Linked DNA regions of Lactuca sativa: region 1 is linked to region 2. Evidence: chromatin contacts called from public Hi-C data. All regions are on one chromosome and are shown on one strand. Each heading gives the region's core, a stretch centred on a gene start, on an enhancer-like site or on the middle of the called end of the contact. The rest is flanking DNA. Distances are from core to core; before and after follow the strand shown.

The links. A called contact is a pair of places that touch in the nucleus more often than the background predicts.
Region 1: a Hi-C map of bud shows a contact between it and region 2, with 10 times the contacts expected there. The contact joins the promoter of LOC111915250 here to the promoter of LOC111915261 in region 2. A contact is called at or near these places in 3 of 4 Hi-C or Micro-C datasets (bud and leaf).

What each region holds. Positions count from the first base shown.
Region 1 is chr4:134,425,144-134,427,843 of Lsat_Salinas_v11, forward strand. LOC111915250 reads left to right here and starts at 1,408. Exons shown (of 4, transcript XM_023910922.1): 1 at 1,408-1,581; 2 at 1,635-1,654; 3 at 1,944-2,700. The coding sequence starts at 1,408.
Region 2 is chr4:134,221,815-134,224,514 of Lsat_Salinas_v11, forward strand. LOC111915261 (exocyst complex component EXO70B1) reads right to left here and starts at 1,413. Exons shown (of 1, transcript XM_023910935.3): 1 at 1-1,413. The coding sequence starts at 1,069.

The DNA.
Region 1 (2,700 bases), core at 158-2,657, 200 kb after region 2:
GTTATAACTCGTTTTCATTATGGATCATATTCCACTGGGGTCTAGTAAGACCTTAATGGGCTATACAATGTCACGCATAAAGCAGCATAAAGTAACATGTTACGATGTGATAATAAATGTATCCAAGTAATGGTAACCTGTATATGAACTTATCTGTACGTATCAATTTTTTTTTATAATATACACAATGATTTATGTTTTGAAGGGTTGTATAATCTTCTAATATATAAATTATTATGTATGAATCATATTTCCCGATTGTACAAGTGATTTGATGGTTACATGATTTTCATCTGGATCGGTATTTAGAAACATGCTAGTCTATAAATTTACAAAACAAAGAAGATGTATTTGGATACAATGGAAATGAATTAGGACGGAAGGATTCTCTGAATAGCAGCACCAAAACATATGTCTTACCCCTTGGCTATTTTTCTAAAAAAAACATCTTCTAACCGTTTATTGTTGCGCCGCACAGCACACACGCATCATTTGGCCATTTGCAGCTGTTTGTTTTTCAGAAAACTTCTTACTTAAAAATTATTGAGCGTGTGATGTGTGGCGCATCACTTGACCCTCTGCTTCAAACATCTTCACACCTTATTTTAATTTATTGCAGCAGTCTGCAGATGTTAAAAAACAAACAAACTTTTTGTTACATGTTGTAGCCGTTTGGTCCCCCTCTTCTGATATAGAGGGTTGCAGTGGTGGTCCGCAAACTTCAGACATTTTCGTTTCGAAAAAACAAACGACACCTTATACTAAAGAGTATGGATGACTCAACCAGTGTGGGGACCCTAAGCGGACAAAGAATTTGAGGCCCTTTAGCCTTTATTATACTTAACGTTGTAAATCATCATCCTTTATCCGGGCCTAGGACCGACAAACTAAAAAGTTTATAAATGACAATAAACATAGCAAAATCATAGTATTTTACAAATAAAAAAATTATAGAAAAAACATCCACTTTTATGTTAAGAATATTCAATTAATGAGCATCAATCAAGAAAAGTTGAACGGCTTATCTGATTCCGTCATATCCATATTAAGTCATTAAGTCAAAATAAATAAATAAATAAATAAAACCACACACACATTTAAGACAATGATATGAAGTCGACTCTGTATGGATTATTTAAGACCGGTGGGAGTGGCCGCGGTTTTGCCACATCAGTCGCGCACACCACCCCTTGACCGCGGTCTCCTGCGGTTTAGGTCGTGGTATGGCACTTTACAGCCGTGCAATGTGATTGGTTGGGGAGGAAACGGTCACATATTCGGCCGTTGAATTTTTTTTTTCTTTCCTTTTTCCTTTCTTTCCTATAAATACACATACATTTTTTTTCAAACAAAACAAACCCTTCTCTCTCTAATTTATTAAAAAAATTCACCAATTTCCCTAAAAAAATGTCATCTTCTTCATCTTTTGAAGAATTTCAAGTTATTTTTAATGTCGCTATTGCGTGTGCTCAAATGGCAGAACAAACATACGATGTTTTATGCAATAAAGCAGCTGAAAGTTCTCAACGGAGAGCACGAAGATATATTTTCAGAAATCGTGAAGAAGCCAACCAACGTTTGGTATAAAACTATTTTCAAGAGAATGCCACTTATCAATGGTACTATTTTCGTAGGCGCTTGAGAATGTTCAAAGGTTTATACGAATGTATAGTTGAAGATGTAACGAGGGACAGTGGCGGCCCTGGGGTGGTGCCGGCGATGCGGTCGCACCAGGCCTCCGATTTTAGGGGGCCTCCGATTTTTAGGATAATTTATAGTTATAGTATTGGTATTTTTGAAAAATCTGATTTTATGTTTTATCAATAAATAAAATTAGCCTAGTAACTTTTGGTTCCAATTTTAGATGCGTTTTAACATTTGGCCTCCAATGCGTTTTAATTACCGAAACAAAGTCTCACTTTAAAATCATTGTCAACTACAAGGTGGGAAAGTAGGATTGAAAGTGTGAAAACCATAATTACTCAAGCTCCTGAAATAGTAAAAGCTTTGCGTAAACTTGTTGAAGAAGAGACAGACATAAAGATCATAAGTGAAGCTACTTGTCTAGGAGAGTATGAACTTGGCAGATTTGACTTTATAACAGGTATGGTTATATGGTATCATATATTGGCTAAAGTAAATAACTTGAGCAAACAACTTCAGTCTGAGACTATGCGTATTGATGAGACAATGAGTAATGTGGGAGCACTTGTTGAGTTTTTTAAAGACTATCGAGAGAATGGATTTGGGAAGGCTTTGGATTGTGCGAGAGCTATAGCTTCTGATTTGGAAATTTATCCAGTGTTTGTTGAGAAAAATAATAAAAGAAAAGTTGTTAGAAAAAGACATTTTGATGAGAATGACATTAGGTCATCAGAGCCGGTTCATGAACTTTCACCTCAAGAGTCATTTAGGATTCAATATTTTGTGTACATAATTGATCAAGCTATTGGTTCATTGGAGCGAATGTTTGAGCAATACAAACAATATGAAGACATTTCTGGTTTCTTATTCACAACAGAAAAGTTGAAGTCAATGAATACTATCGAGTTAAAGTCATGTTGCAAAAATCTGGAAAAGAGGCTGCAAAATGGTCATATCTCAGACATTAATGTTGATGATTTATTCAACAAAATGGAGTTGTTACAAAAACATTTACCGGCTGAACACAATACAGCTAACGGAATACTAAATTTCCTA
Region 2 (2,700 bases), core at 163-2,662:
TGAAAAGAAATTCGAAATCAGGGAAAACATCTGCAACTGCGTCATACATGTCGAGAATTCGAAAGAGTTTTTCTGAAGATCTTTGCCCAATTGCAACTGCTTCCCCAAAATTCAACAGCTGCATCACACATCCTTTTGTTGTTTCAACGAAACTAATTTCTTTGATAAGTTCGGATTCGCTGAAAACTTGTTCGCATAATCGTTTTTCCCCAAAAAGAAGAACCTTGACCACGATTTTAATCGCTTGAATCCATTTCTTCATTTTCTCATCCAAAATTTTCCATTCAATCTTCTGTACTTCTTCGATACTAAGCCTTTCAACTCCTAGAATGGATAAACACTCGTTTAAGACATCACGCCGGACGTTACTGTAAACCTGACAACACTCTTTTTCATAGCCGGACCTAATCATCCGATCGGCGATGGCTTTCAGCTCCTTGATTGCTTCAGGATGGATCAAATCGACGAAAACATCACCACCTAAGCTCGGGCCTCTTTCGTGATGATACCCACTTCCGCTCCCACCATCTTCATCTTCTCTGTAGCTTTCAAAATCGTCCCCAATTTCAATCCCGTTTGACGGAAACGAGAATGAACCCTTGCGGATCGATCCATAGAGTCGATCTATGTCAAGAGGGACTGTGTTACGGATCAAAATATGAAGAAACTCATCTTCCAGCCTCGACATAGCTAACTGGAGCGCGTTTTCAGCTCGATCCATGATCTCGCTGTCGGCATCGGACTGGATATTGAGGTCTTCCGTTAACTGGATAATCGTGTCAACAGCTTCCAAATACTCAGCAGCTTCTGTAGACGACTCTTCCCATGGCGAAGAGCTCCTGGACGAAGGTTCACCGAGACCTGAATCATGCCGGAGGATAATCTTCTCTGCGGACATAAACCGATCACCGGTACCTCCCTCCATCAAATCGGTGATGTTAGACAACCGATTATCAAAACTGGAGAGAATCAAGATCATATCCTCGGTTGCTTTGGTATTGATGTTTAGGCTCTTGACGATTTGTTGAGCCGTTGCTAAGACTCTATCTTGCCCTTCTATGGTCGTCATCACCGGTAGTGGGTTTATTAATGGCGAAGTTATTAGGTTGGGTATGTGTATGGGTGATAAATTAGGGTTCTAACGATGGAAGGAGTGTGGATCGACGGTTGATTGTGATAGTAAAATCAAGAAGCCATTGAAGAATTGATTAGTTCCACCGTGAAAGGTTATATTTTTCCGAACAAAATGGTAGTTGGCCGGCCGGAATAGGTCATGTCATATGCATATCAGGTAAGGGTTTTATTTATATGATTTGGGGATGGAATGGAATCATATGGGGTTGTCAGTCAGTCAATGATTTTTCCTTTTTTTCATTTGTTGGAGTGAGAGAAGAAGGCTTAGAATACCAAAGCTTTTATTTACATCGTTTCTATCGGTGATCAAATGGTTTTGACTTTTTAAGTTATAATTTATTTTTTATGGGTTAACATAATAAAATTAAATAGATGAATCAACAACTTGTGTAATTTAGGACAAAATATGTTTTAGATCAATCAAAACTATTTATTATTTTGATTTTGTTATCCAACTTATCTGATTTCGACAACTATAATGATGTAATAATATTGATATCCATCCCACATAACGTACTCGCACTAGTAACTATTTATTATTTCAAAGTTATCTAATAGTAATTTCTTTGTTTTAGGAATAATTATATTAACATTATATAACAAATTGTTCATTCGATTTTGACACTTTTAAGATTAGTTGGTGCCTTTTTAATATGAAAAAAAAAACCGTTGGAAAGATGATGTCATTTAAAAGCTTCACTGATATAAACGGTTTTCACTCATAAAAAATCACTCACATATGAGGTTAACATTTCACTCACATATATGAGGTATATATAGAATTAGTCAAATAAACAATTCTGCAATACTTGTATGTTGGATCCTAAAAGTATTGAAATTGGTTTTTGTATTATGAGGTTTTTTTATTTAATAATAGTTTTAAACTTAATTTTAAAATGAGAAAATGATTTAAAAAGGTAATGAAGTATCAAAATTGTACCAAAAAGACCATTATTGTTATTTTAGTATAAAAAATACGAGGTTACCTGTTATTGTAGGTTACCCGGTTGTTTTTTTTATTTACAAGGAAAATAAGATATATTTCTCCCAAATTGAAATGATCTAGGGCTTTCCCCTGCCACCTTGTTTGAGAAGAATGAATCTCCATGGTTGTAAGCAAAGACCAGTTGCAACAAGATGCGTGTCTCTACCCACTGTCTTGAAATCTGCCATCAAAGAGTATGCTTGATCACCAGTGAGCTTTGATTGATTTCAAAAGCGGGATTGTAGTGGCCTTAAAGCAATCTTCCAATAGATCACTGAGACCTTCCCTCTTCACACCCATTTTCGATTACAGGTATGCCCCTTGACCCACCTCTTCACCCTTTTTGATTCGATCACAACCCTTCATTCTCCTTTCTTTTACATGTTTTTTTGCAGGTTTAAAGGGTCACCCTTCTTGATTCGATCACCTCCCTCCCTTCTCCTTTCTTTTTCGTGTTTTCTGCAGGTTTAAAGGGTGAAGAGGACGATGTATAGGGTCTAGAAATTTGGAGATGAATGTGTGGGGTTTGAGGCTCGATAACATGTGGGTGCTCTGTAATTGGGGTGACAGGGGATGGCAAC